Linked DNA regions of Pan troglodytes: region 1 is linked to region 2. Evidence: chromatin contacts called from public Hi-C data. All regions are on one chromosome and are shown on one strand. The core of a region is the stretch at or near the end of the contact, and the rest is flanking DNA. Distances in the headings are between cores, read along the strand shown.

Region 1 (7,077 bases), core at 1,719-4,218, 340 kb before region 2:
GGGTCAAGGTAGGAGGCTACATGGAAACTTCTAGAAGGCAGTAAGGAACAGGGTGGTGAAGGAGAGGGGAGAAGATGGGAGCATGGAGAGACGAGGTGAGTGACAGCCGCCAGCAGGGAAGGGCCTCCAGGCAACACAGAGGAGCTGGGGGCCAGGGCCTTACGGGGCTGGGTTCCTGTGTGGGGCGTGGAGCTGGGGCTGAAGTGGAGGGGACGGCCCTGTGGCCCCCAGCACTGTTGTTTCTCCAGGTGCACCTTACCTTCCTCCTTACCTGCCCGAGCCTCAACTCAGGGTCAGCAGCCTCCACGGAGCCAGCCCCACCTGCCCGAAAACCACTGAAGCCACCCTCCGCCTGGACTCAACAGCCGCCAGCAAGCTCGCCTGGCAGTGCCCCTGGAGCACCATTGTCGCTGGGGAGGGAGAGCCGGGAAGGGTGGAGAAGGAGGCAGAAGGGACATGTATGAAAAAAAGGACAGGAAACCTGACCAGAGGCGGTTTCCAGAGCCCCAGCCTTGGAGACAAGGACACTGCCACCCAGCGCCACAGTCAGTCTGGGAGGGGCCCACGCCCCCCACCCCCCACGCCACACCGCCGCCTCCTGCTGGCCATGGTTCTCCGGCTGGGGGGAACGCAGGTTCCCAGCTGCGCCCCTCCCCCCCGCACACACACCCTCCCCTGTCCCTCGGAAAGTCTAGGCCAGGGTCTGGGGATGGGATTCTGCTGCCAGGGGTCCTGCCTGCCCCCACTCACCCCAGACGCTTCGGATGCTGCAGCTCCTGGATAATCTCCACAGGACTCGGCTTCCTCTCCTCAAATGAATAAAGGCCTCCTACCTCAACTCCCCATGGCTGGCCCCTCCTTGGCCAGGCATCGGGGGAGGGCACAGTGACTCAACCCTGCTTCTCCAGCTCTGGGGAAGGTGGGTTCCCATGCCCAGTAGCTGGCATGGCCCGTCTCCCTCCTGCCCCCAGCCTGGGAGTGAGAAGTGGTGCCCAAACTATGGACCCTAGGCCCCGTGGTCCGGCAGTGGGACGATGACCATGGTATGATGATAACAACGGGGCTAAGCGCTTTTCAGGCACAGATCTCTGCCGTACTCTCTCCACCCATTTCTGTTGAATAACCGAGTCCCAGAGAGTTCAAGTCACACAGGTCACAGGTGGTGGGGCTGGGCTCTGAGTCCTCTGTGTCGGACTATTTTTTTTTTTTTTTTTTTTTTAGACAGAGTCTCGCCATGTTGTCCAGGCTGGAGTGCAGCGGTGTCATCTCGGCTCACTGCAACCTCCGCCTCCTGGATTCAAGCAATTCTCCTGCCTCGGCCTCCCGAGTAGCTGGGACTACAGGCGCCCGCCACCACGCCCAGCTAATTTTTGTATTTTTATTAGAGATAGGGTTCCACCATGTTGGCCAGGCTGGTCTCGAACTCCTGACCTCAAGTGATCCGCCCACCTCAGCCTCCCAAAGTGCTGGAATTACAGGTGTGAGCCACCACTCCTGGCTGCGTCTGACTTTTAATCCCTGCTCCTTGCAGCTCCTGAATTATGATGTGGGCACCTGGGGCAGTGGGAGGAGAGACCGAGGTCCTGATGCCGGCCCATCCAGTTCTCCTTCCAGCTCTGCCGCTGACATCTGTTGAGCCTTGGTGGGCCCATCTGTGAAATGGGACTACATTTCTGCAGTGAAGGGTCCCAGGCTTGTTGTGACAGCCACTGAGACAGTGGGGAGGAAAGGGCTTTGTGAGCCGAGTGGGGTGGGGAGGGGAAAGCAGGAGATTATTACAGTCGAGATCATTAGTATGGAGGCTGGATATTTCTTCAGAGTGAAAGTGAGTGACCGTGGGGCCATGAGGGTCCCGCAGGGCAGCTGGGTCCTGGCCCCTTCCCGACTCAGGCTCCTTCCTGTATGGGCATCCGTTGCCTCCCCTGCAGGGACCAGAGCGGCTGTTTCTTTTTCTTTTCTTTTCTTTTCTTTTTTTTTTGAGACGGAGTCTCACTCTGTCACCCAGGCTGGAGTGCAGTGGCGCCATCTCGGCTCACTGCAAGCTCCGCCTCCCGGGTACACGCCATTCTCTTGCCTCAGCCTCCCGAGTAGCTGGGACTATAGGCGCCCACCACCACGCCCGGCTAATTTTTTGTATTTTTAGTAGAGACGGGGTTTCACTATGTTAGCCAGGATGGTCTCGATCTCTTGACCTCGTGATCCGCCCGCCTCGGCCTCCCAAAGTGCTGGGATTACAGGCATGAGCCACCGCGCCTGGCCCAGAGCGGCTGTTTCTCATGCTCCCTAAAGCCGTGGGCTTCCCTGGGGACATCAGCCGGTACCCCTGTGTTATATGGGGAAGCTTTCACAGGCGACCCTGCAAGAAGAGGGATTCCTCAACTCAGTATTTTAAAAGTTTGAAAATCCCTGGACAAGCTCACCCCACGGGTTCGTTCACCCAGCAGCCCTGCATGAGAGTCCCCTGTGTGCCAGCTGTGGTGCTGGGCTTCCAGCCTCTGCCCGCCCCCCCCTCCCGAGAAGCCTGCAGCCCAGGCGGGAGGCAGACGCTGAGCTCTTAACCTTGACACGCGGTGCCAAGTGGTGTGGCCGGGAGCACAGGGGTGAGGACTCAGGTCTGTGTGGCAGTCCCAAAGGTGCCAAAAGAGGATGGATGCAGCTGGGGTGGTGCAGCTGGGGTCTCCCTGGCGTGGAGAGGAGGAGCAGGGGGTCACATTTTGTGAGGAGGGGCCCCTTCCACCGCCTGGGGATCTCCTCCCCTGGGGACCCATGAAGACTCCATCCGGGGGACTGAGGTCTTCCACGCTAAAGCGTGAGGACGGCGCTGTTAGTGCTCCTCCCTGTCCTGGGGCTGCCATCTCTGCCCAGACCTAGGTCCGCCTACCCCCTCGGGAGACCCATGCCCCTCCCGGCTCCTTTCCCGGTTCCTCCGACCTGTGGGGCGTCCCTGACAGCTTTTCCAGAACGCGGGCGACACCTAGTGGACATCACGGGTCACAACCGGTGCTCCACCGCACCCCTCCCGCCCCTCTGCCCTGGACCCAGAGTGGAATTCTGTTGAGGGCCTGCCACAGGCCCACAGTGTCCAGGAGAGCACAGGAAGCCGTCAGTATGGCCTCCACCATCCTCTCATTGTTGTCATCACCGCCTCTCGAGAAGCGCTGCCCTTAAAGCAAACAGCACAGGCTGGGTGGCACCCTGGCCCTGTCCCTAGCGGGCAGTGTAGATGTGGCAAGTCGCTTCACCCCTCTCAGCCTCAGTTTCCCCCTTCTGTAAAATGTGGTTGATAATGAAGCACACCCCATAGGGTTTGAGGATGACATGAGCTCAGGGATGAGAATGCCCCTAGCATAGGGCCTGGCGTGGAGAAGGGAAATTTTCTAGAGTGGGTGACTGGTGCCCTGGGCAAAAGACCTTCAGGTCGGGGTGGCAGACAGCGGCAGGTAGAAGAAGGTGTTGCTGATGGAAGTGGACTGCCTGTGATATTCTTCCCCAAACAGAAAACTGGCAGAAGCAAAGCTGTTATTTAGCAAGACAATCTGGCTCCCTGCCTGTGAGTGTGAGGGGGAACGGGAGCGGGTGGGAGGAGGAGGAGGGAGAGGATGCAGAAGGGAAGGGTCTGTGGACCCTTGCTGTCCCTAAGCCATAGCCAGGCACCCGGGGCCTTGACTGACCCTGCCCCCAGCTGGGCCTGAGAGCCGCCACTTCCTCGGCCCGGCCCTGACTATGAATGCAGAGAGGCAGCCCTTCCTCCAGAGGCTGCCGCAGTAACGCTAGCTGTTGGCTTCCCCAGTTGTGGCTTCCTGACAAGCAGCTGATGCCACCCACTGTGACAACAAGGAAAGTTCTGGAGAAAAACACCAAGGCTCCTAGCAACAGGAGACAGGGGTGCACAGTTAAAAAAAAAAAAAAAAAAGAAAGACATATTGGGCCAGGCGTGGTGGCTCACCGCTGTAATCCCAGCACTTTGGGAGGCTGAGGTGGGCGGATCATGAGGTCAGGAGATCGAGACCACCCTGGCTAATACGGTGAATCCCTGTCTCTACTAAACAAAATACAAAAAAAAAAAAAATTAGCCGGACATGGTGGGGGGGCGCCTGTAGCCCCAGCTACTCGGGAGGCTGAGGCAGGAGAATGGCATGAACCTGGGAGGCGGAGCTTGCAGTGAGCCGAGATCGCGCCACTGCACTCCGGCCTGGGTGACAAAACGAGCCTCCGTCTGAGGGAAAAAAAAAAAAAAAAGACATATTGCCCTGCCAAAGTCAACCCCTCTAAAACACCCATGCTCTGCCAAGGAAAGGGGTCTGTGATCTCAGGATGTCAGGGCCCAAGTAAGAAAAGCAGAGTGCATCGATCACTGTGCCCAGAGCTCTGTGTGTCCTCTCATTTAACCCTCTCAGCAGCCCTAGGAGGTGGGTGAGGAGAGAGGCCATTTCTCTTACTGTCTCCTGTCTCTGAAGAGAAGGAGGAAGTAAAAGTTGAAAAACAACAGGAATGAAGTCAGTGGCAAGACCAGCCAGTGCCACTGATGACCAGGCCTGAGGTTAAAAGTTTAACCACCGCTCCCCCAAGCCCGCCACTCTAACCACATGTGCTCTCAATCTACCACGACCCTTTCACGTGGAACCCCTTAGAGTTGTAAGCCCTTAAAACGGCCAGGAACTCTGTCTTCGGGGAGCTCTGTTCTTGAGACGCGAGTCTGCCGAAACTCCCAGGCAAATAAAGCCAAATCCTTCCTTAACCTGGTGTCTGAGGGGTTTTGTCCACGGCTCGTCCTGCTACATTTCTTAGTTCCCTGACCGGGAAGCGGGGTGACTGATGGACGGTCCAGGCAGCCCCTTAGGCAGTTTAGGCCTGCCCTGCGAAGTATCCCTGTGGGCGGCTCTGGCCAGCTTGAGTGACGCGGATCCTGAGAGTGCTCCCGGGTAGGTATTTGCCCCAGTGGGATGCCTCATCAGAGTGGTGCATGGCAGGCCCCCGTGGAGGATCGACGCAGTGGCTGAACACTGGGAAGGAACTGGCACTTGGAGTCTGGACAACTGGAATACGGTAGGACCGGTCCTGGGAATTTCCCCACTCCATTTGAGTGGAAGCGTGGACTGATCACCCACCGTGTGCCCTTATCGGCACTTGGGTCTCGGCATTGATTTTGATTTGGTTTGACTTGTTTGCAATCGGCACTTTGGTCTCAGTATTGATTTTGATTTGGCTTGACTTGTTTGCAAAAAGGAAAGTGAAAGTGAGTGCTTGAGTTTGAGACAGTCGAGACTACAGTGACCCCTTTACCCTTTCCTTCTTGTAGTGTGAGTGTTGTTTTGTCTCGGGAGGAAGGTGGGTGGAACGCAAAGTAAGCCCACTCTTCTAGGAACTATGTTGAAAAATTTCAAGGAAGGATTTGGTGGAGACTATGGAGTGAACTATGACACCAGGAAAGCTTAGAACTTTGTGTGAGATAGACTGAGCAACATTAGAAGTGGGTTGGCCAACAGAAGGAAGCCTAGACAGGTCCCTTGTTTCAAAGGTGTGGCACAAGGTAACTGGTAAAGGATACCTAGACCAGTTTCCATATATAGACACTTGGTTACAGCTGGTTTTAGACCCCCCCACAGTGGTTAAGAGGATAGGCAGTAGTAATACTAGTGGCAAAGGGCCAAACAGCCAAGGAAGAATCCTGCTCCACCCACCGAGGCAATCAACTCCTAAAGTCCTGTCCGACCCAACATCAGAGGATTCATGGCAAGAAACAGCACCAGTGACCTCCCCCTTTTACCAAGAAGGAAGGCCTTCCATTCCTGAGCCCACTGCACCCGAGCTTCCACAAGGCCTATATACCCCTAGGCCATCCAGAGTAGAAAAGAAAGGATGCGAGGCCTCGGGAGAAACCCCTCCCTTGGCAGCCTGTTTGAGGCCTAGAACTGGGATACAAATGCCCCTGAGACAGCAATGGTATACTGGGGTAGATGAGGACGGGCATATGGTGGAGAGGCGTGCCTTTGTGTACCAGCTCTTCACCCCTACCGATCTCCTCAATAGGAAAAACAATACCCCATCCTATACGGGAAAGCCTCAAGCTATAATTGATTTGCTCCAAACTATAATCCAGACCCACAACCCCACCTGGGCTGATTGCCACCAGGTGCTCATGTACCTCTTTAACACAGATGAAAGGAGGAGAGTGCTCCAAGCAGCAACTAAGTGGCTGGAAGAACATGTTCCTGCTGATTACCAAAACCCCCAAGAGTATGTGAGGATCCAATTACCAGGAACAGACCCCCAGTGGGACCCAGATGAAAGACAGTATGCAAAGGCTAAACCGGTACAGGGAAGCCCTTCTGGAAGGGTTAAAGAAGGGAGCTCAGAAGGCCACAAATGTTAACAAAGTCTCTGAGGTCATTTAAGGGAAAGATGAGAGCCCAGCACAATTCTACGAGAGACTATGTGAGGCCTATCCTATGTATACTCCCTTTGATCCCGATAGCCCTGAAAATCAGTGCATGATTACCATGGCTTTAGTCAAACTACAGAAGACATTAGAAGAAAATTGCAGAAACAGGCTGGGTTTGTAGGCATGAATACGTCACAGTTATTGGAGATAGCCAACCAGATGTTTGTAAATAGAGATGCAGTAAGCCGCAGAGAGCACCACAGAGAGTGAATGCCAAGCCCAGCGAAACACTGACCTGCTAGCGGCAGCTATTAGAGGGGTTTCCCCCAAAGGGGCGAGAGAAGGGGGGGCCCCAGGAAAAATACCCAATCTGGCCATCCACACTTGCAGCATAACCAGTGTGCTTTACTGTAAGAAAATAGGACATTGGAAGGAAGGGGCCCCCAGTTGAAAGGGAAACGAGGTGACTCTGAGCAAAGGGTCTCAGACAAGGACGAAGGAGCCTTGTTCAATCTGCCAGAAGGGTTATGGGACAGAGGGGGACCAGGCTCATGTGCCCCCAAAGAGCCCATGGTCAGGATGACAGCTGGGGGCAAGAACATTGAGTTTCTAGTCGATACTGGTGCTGAACATTCTGTAGTGACCAGCCCGGTTGCCCCCTTATCCAAAAAGACTATTGATATAATTGGAGCCAC
Region 2 (6,864 bases), core at 4,125-6,624:
CTAATAAGGCAGGAATGAAGGCTTCCCTCCCCACCTCCCCACAAGGAAGCCTGGCAGTACATGGTCTGGGGCCGTAGTCTAGGATGAAGAGCCCACTGGGGCAGTCAAGCTCAAAGCCCTGGTTGGGCGTGGTGGCTCACACCTATAATCCCAGTACTTTGGGAGGCTGAGACAGTCGGATTGCTTGAGTGTAGGAGTTCGAGACCAGCCTGGGCAATATAGTGAGACCCTCATCTCTACAAAAAATTTAAAAAGGAATCGGGCATGGTGGGGCACACTTGTGATCCCAGCTACTCGGGAGGCTGATCAGGGAGGATTGTTTGAGCCAGGGAAATTGAAGCTGCAGTGAGCCATGATTGCACCACTGCATTCCAGCATGGACAACAGAGCGAGACGCCATCTCAAAAAAAAAAGTTCAAAGCCCTGCTCGGTCATTTCCTAGGTCTGTGATCCTTTCACTCTCTGTGCCTAAGTTTTTTCATCTGTCAAACTGGCATAAGAATCATTATTACTTGGTGGTTCATTGTGGGGAGGAGATCATACACACACCACGCCTAGCACAGAGTCAGTCCTCAATAAAAGTGGTTGTTATTATTTGCTATAGGCTTTCTTTGTGGCTTTGAAAAAGCTGCCTCTGACTCTACATCATCCAGTGGGAAACCTGGAGAAGATCACATCTTTTCAGCGGCAAAACCAGTTTTCCCAAATCCAAAGTAGATAAAACCTGCTTGAAGCAAAGGTGGGGGTCCCAGGACCTTACTCCAGCTTCCCCCTGAAACTTCATCTGAAACTCCTTCACCAAACCCCAGGACTCTAGAAATAAGAACCACAGGACCAGGCCATCTCCATGGACCCTTTCAGCACAGACATTCCAGGATCAAAAATATGTATTTGATAGCCCAGACTGTGCACCAAGCCCCACACTCAAGCTGGTGGGATAAGAAAGGGGAAGGTCAGCCCAGCAGGGCCCAGCACAGAAGGGAGGCTCAGCACACATCAGTTTCCGCTTGATCTCGTCTCCTCCCTCCAATCCAGATGGGGAAACTGAGGCACAGGCAGCGGCATCAGACAGTGATGGCAAGACGTAGAGAACGTGGCTGTGGGACAGCCTAGCCCAGGCCTCTGTGCCTGCCTTCTGGGCTCCGTTCCTTCACCTGGGCATTGGATGGCAGGCCAAGCCCAGGCTCCCGTAGAGATGGGGTGCTGGGAATGCTGAGGTTTGCCAGGGCCGGCTCAGACCCTAAACTGTCAGCAGGAAAGGCCAGGGGGTGATGCCCTCTCAATAGCCAGCTGGTCACCTCAGGAGAGGCTAAGTGGCCATCCAGCAGGGAATCACCACTCTGAGCCAGAGTTGGATAAAAACCCAAGTCCCCACCACCCCTCTGAGCTCAGTGACTGGAACCTGGGTTGCAGCCACTTCCCTTCCCTACCCTCCTTGAAAGGCAGGGCCTCTGCCCCCGTCCCTGCCTCGTGACCACACACACACACACACACACACACACACACGGTGAGAGACGAGCACACGGGCCGACTGGAGGTAGCTTAGATCCAGAATCAAGGAATGTTAAGAGAAGGATTCATTCATTCAGCAAACACTTGTTGAGGACTTCTGTGGCAGACACAACCCTGCCCCCAATACAACTCAAAGGGTGTTAACTTATTTGTCTGTCTAATCACTAAGACCCTCTCTCCAAATAAAATCTTACAAGGAAATTCAGTAGATGAAACTTAGACAAAGGATAAGCTGATGGGGTCACAAGGGTCAGAACCCCACCTTCTGGGCCCTCCATCCCCGAGCCGGTCTCCAACGGTCTCCAAAGAGCCCCCAAAGCCCTGCCAGGCTCGGTGTGAAACCACCGCCAGAGCTCATCTAGTCTAACTCCTCACATGACAGCTGGGGAAACTGAGGCCCAGCCAGGGAACGGTAAAACACAGGCTTCCTCACTCCGCTTCACATTCCTGCCACCCTGACACGACATGTGTCACACTTGGAGTCGCAAAAGGGAGGGAAGCTCCAGCAATGAGCGATCAGTCACAAAAGCTCATTTTTTCTGACAATGAAGTTTGGGGTGTTTCTTTAAAATAAAATACAAAGATCACAGGGTCATTGTTTAAAGTTTTTATTGCACCAAAAACCTACAGAATGAGAGTCTCATGGGCTCTTCAGGAAAATGTAAAAAACCATGAGGAGAGCTGAGAGGGGCTTAGGAGCCAAGCCTCAACAGGGCATGGGAGGGGGTAAGGCCACAAAGGTGCCTGACCCTGCCCCCTGCCTCTGCGCCCCCCATCGCCATCATTCCACGTCAGCAGTGCGTGAGGACCAATGGCATGGGGCCGGGCAGGGGACTCTGGGCTTGGAGCTCTGAGGGAGAAATTCTGTCTACAACTCCCAGCCCAGACTTAGCTGGTGGGAGGTGCTGGGGCTCTGGGCGCCCTGGAAAACTCTCGCTGCCTCTCAAGCCCAGACAGGGAGGAGAGAACAGCAGACAGACCTGGCACAATCAGACTTCTACAACCACAGGAGTGTGTCCTGGGGGGCAGGTAAGGGCAGGTATGACTTTAGCCCCAGTGGGCAGATGGTGAAACTGAGGCTCAAGAGGTTTGGAAACATGGCCGGGCTCCAAAGCCCAGGCTCTGAAAACATCACATGGCCTATCAGGTTTCTCCTGCCCAGGGGTCCGAAGAAGCTAGAAGTCTCCCTAACTAAGCAGCCCCTGACTTCAGCAGAGCAATGAACTGAGCCAAACTGTGGCCACTAAAGGGGGTTAAGGAGGAGCTGACCCCACCCCAGTTCAGAAGGGGCAGCCACTGCCCTCTGATTCCAAATTCAATAGCCACCCCCAGTCATTACTGAGAGCCTGCCATAGAAGGTGGCTTGTGACTGCCACATCCATACCACGAAGGAGGGCTCCGAGGCCAGAAAAGTTCACAGATGAGCCCAAAACCACACAGCCAATGGGAGGCAGCAGTTCGGATGCCAGAGGCCGGCTCGCCACTGTTGGGTGGCACTGCCTCCCTGAGCAGGCCCGGGGCCAGGAAAGCCCAGCAAACCTCTTCTGGTCCCTACACCTCAGCCTAGCCACAGAAACAGAGTGGGCGTAGATTAGAGTCCAAAGCTCTCACACACTGAGGACCCCTTCGGGAATCTGATGAAAGAGACAATTCTCTTTCCCAGAAGCAGAACATTGCGTAAACAATTTCCAGGGGATCGCTGAACCCCAAAGAGCCCTCACATGAAAAGTCAGGGCTGGATCCTCAAGTGGCATTACAGGGTCCCCCACCAGTGTTCCGTGACAACAGAAGAGCTCTTTACTCCTTAAGCTAAGAGGTGCCAGGACCGACTGAGGAGGCCCCCAGATCTGGGTCAGACCTGTGATGGCTCCATTATGATCAGAGGGATGCGGCCCCTCACTGCTGAGCCCAGGATCCCACCGAGAAGCCTGGCTGTGCAGGTCTCTGGACCCTCAGTTCCCAAGCACTGCATTCAAGCACTTTCCCACTCGATGGATGTGAGGTATTTAACGTCCATGATAGCCCTGTGAAGTGGGCAGGACGCAGCAGGGATACTTTCCCACTGTGTGGTGGGAAAAGTGAGTCCCACATAAGGAAGATGAGCTGCTCAACTGGAGACAGAGCCACCAGCACTGAGACCAGGCCTCCCAAGAACCAGTGCAGCACCCTGCTCACTGAATCCCATGAAAAGCCAGTTAAACGAGGGTAGACCCAGAGACCTGAGTTCAATCCCAGCTCCACCCCCTCCAACCTGTGTGGTCTTGAGGCAGTTACTCCACTCTCTGAGCCAGAATCCCTCTGTGCCATAAAATGAGTGGGACAAGATCAGCCTCAAAGGGAGATTGTGGGGCTCAAATGAGTTGCAGACTGAGTCATTACGGTGACAGCAAGGGACAGCTCCAGCAGTGAGTCCCATGGCCCAGAGCCTCCTACGGCCTTCAGGAGAGGAGAAGAGGGTCTCTTCTTCCTAGGAAGCGACTTCCTACGTAATAGGGAGAATAGAAGACTACAGAGCCACCGGTGCATGGTCACAGAGGCCCTCCCCATCCAGCCCTGCCAGGTCCTGGGCTGGTCATGGCAGAGGACAATCTGATCAGGAAGGCAGGTGCTAGGGACAGGTGAAAACGAGACCTGCAGAAATTGGCAGAAACAGAATCCAAGAGACTAAAAACAATCTCAAAGAAGGAGACAGATCCCCACACAGGGGAAGAAACCCTTCCACAGGCTCCAAGGCAGGAGACAAACTGGGCAGACAAGAAGCAGAACTTCCAATTAAAGTAGGGGACAGAGGAAGAGAGGAAGCAGAAGACGGGGAAGTGAGAAGGCAGAGAGAGAAGCCGGAAGCACAGGAGAAAGCACGAGGCAGTGAAGAGAGCTGGCCAGGCTGGAGAAGCAGAATTTCTCCACGGAGGAATATCTTCTGGGGAGAAAAATCAAAATCTGTGCCATACAATTTTTTTTCATGCATCCTCTCCCAGTGTGAAGTCATTTGCATATTTTAAGAACATGCAATGCATTATGCATATCTCGTTTTTGTTTAAAGAAATTATGGTTAGTATATTTAAAGATGTGAATGCCTGGGAAATTACAGGGGAGAAATGTGGGATTTTTGGTCCCCCCTGAATTTTCTGGGTTTCTCAAAACTTTCACATCTGCAGCCAGCTCCCTAGTGAGTTGGGCCGACAAAGGAGGAAATTGAAGAGACTGCTTCGCCCTTTCCGGGCTGTTCCCAGCTGGCCCTGGGATCAGGAGGCCAGCGTCCTCCTCGGAGTCTGCTCTCTGACTTCCAAGGCCTGTTCCCCACCCCTTGGGGAAGGGAAAATTGCACAGGCCTTTGGAAGCACAACCTGTTTGTCCTCCAAGTCCTCCAGCCCTCCTCGACCATAGAGACATAGCGCCACCTGGAGGGCATTGTGGAGACTGCAGCATTAGGAGGGGCTGGGGAAGGAAGGAAATGAGGAAATGAAGATGAGCGATTTGTTGCAAGCACGCGTGGAGCACAGCCCAGTAACTAGGAATGCAGGAAGCACCTTTAATAGCTAGGGAAGACGGTGAGGGGATGGAAGCCTGCAATTATGGTCATCTGGACATTAACATTAGTACGACCTCGTTTGTGCCCCCCTCCCAGGCCTAGGGAGCATTCAGGTTACAGATGCAAGGTGCCTGGCCCACTCAGCGCTTAATAAATGTTTGTTGAGTTCGGCTGTGGTCCCCCCAGAGTCATGGTCCAATGGCAGCAGCAGCAGCACGTGGCCACAAAATGTGGATGTGACGTCCCTAATGAGGAGCAATGGCTCCAGCAGGGACTAAGGGTTAAGAGCAGGAGATGAGGGGCTTCACCCAGACTGGCTCAGCGCCCCCTGCCCCACACCAGTGGCACTGGCTCAGCCTCACGTGCTCCAGTCTCAGGGAAGGGAAATGCCAAGTCCCTCGCTGGCATCTGGAAAACAATAAGGCAGCTGCAGGGGAAGTGACTAATGAGCACTTCGGGGAGCAATTCAGGACAGCACACATGGAAACTGATCTCATTCAAAATTGATCAGTTAACACTATCTAATTAGAGAGAAAATGTGCTGAGCACCCGGCTTTCTGGGAGCACGGTCTGGAGGCTGTGGCACCCAGCTAGCCTGCAGAGGAGCCACATCTCATCTCTCAGACCAGCTCCAGGACTGCCCTCCCTAGTCCCTCACCCATGCTGCCTCTCATAGACATGCAAAATAGAGCTGAACGGAGGAGAGCTTCTAATCCAGCTTGGTCCTTTCATAGACAGAACTAAGGCCCAGAGAGGTTAAATCACTTGATCAAGATCACACAGCAATGGAGCAGGACCAGAGAGAAAGCCAGTCATTGGGCTCCCAGTCAAGACCATTTATCACCGTCCGGTGACACTGCCCTGACTTTCCTGTGTGGAGTCCTCAAAGCTCTGGACAGGTCACTGGACATGGAGTTCCTCCTGTACAGTTCATCCATCCTAGCTCCCAGGTCCTAAAAGGTGGGCTGCCCTCACTCCTTACAATCACCACTTTCATCTGTGGTCCAAAAACCAGCTCCTCTAGGCAGTCTTCCAGGATTGTTTCGCCCACACCTACTATTTCATTCATGGGTTGACTCATTCATTCCATGTACATTCTGTAGTTAAGAACTTGGGCTCTGGAGTCAGACTGCCTGGGTTTAAGTCCCATCCCTCTTGTGCACTTGGGCAAGACACTTGACCTCTCTGGGCCTCTGTTTCCTTTTATTTAAGAATAATACAAACACATTCCTCCGTACCTCGCAAGTGAGGACCGGAAGGGTTCATTATGTACTGCACTTCTCAGGGTACCTAGCAAATAGTGAGCCCTGATGTGAGTTCTAATTAGTCTGCACTGACAACCCAGAATTTGTGCTGGAGAAGGAAAAGTTATGAGACAGTCCCCGCCCAAGACATTGACAATATGGCTAAGAGCAGGAATCGAGATTTGAGACTCTTATTATGGAATCTCAGAGGAGGGATACCTAACCCAGCCTAGGTGGGGAGGGACAGGGAAGATTTTCCCTCGAGGACACACCTAAAGCTGAGTGTTAAAGGGTGAATCGATGTTAGCAAGGTGAAGAAAGGACCAGCATTCCAGATCAGGAATTCATGTGAACAAAGACAGACAACAGCATGGCATGGGGTTCTATTTGTTTTTATTTGTTTTTTGGAGTTGGGGTCTCACTCTGTTGCCCAGGCTGGAGTGCTGTGGCATGATTACAGCTCACTGCAACCTCAATCTCCTGGGCTCAAGCCATCCTCCTACCTCAGTCTCCTGAGTGGCTGGGACTACAGGTGTGTACCACCATGGTCAGCTTTGTTTTTATTTTTTGTAGAGA

What was found. A called contact is a pair of places that touch in the nucleus more often than the background predicts.
Region 1: a Hi-C map of stem cell-derived neural progenitor cells shows a contact between it and region 2, with 4 times the contacts expected there. The contact joins two enhancer-like sites. A contact is called at or near these places in 1 of 7 Hi-C or Micro-C datasets (stem cell-derived neural progenitor cells) and 1 of 1 datasets of contacts at active chromatin or transcription factors (stem cell-derived excitatory neurons).

What each region holds. Positions count from the first base shown.
Region 1 is chr1:211,044,697-211,051,773 of NHGRI_mPanTro3-v2.0_pri, reverse strand. No RefSeq gene overlaps it. Among named protein-coding and RNA genes, the nearest start is that of PLA2G2F, 14 kb to the left of the region's middle. Within about 2 kb of position 2,968, at least 9 of the 24 cell types and tissues checked have an H3K27ac peak or open chromatin away from gene starts, as enhancers often do. A contact at or near this core is called in stem cell-derived neural progenitor cells, where this site is marked.
Region 2 is chr1:210,705,616-210,712,479 of NHGRI_mPanTro3-v2.0_pri, reverse strand. No RefSeq gene overlaps it. Among named protein-coding and RNA genes, the nearest start is that of CAMK2N1, 6.2 kb to the left of the region's middle. Within about 2 kb of position 5,374, at least 11 of the 24 cell types and tissues checked have an H3K27ac peak or open chromatin away from gene starts, as enhancers often do. A contact at or near this core is called in stem cell-derived neural progenitor cells, where this site is marked.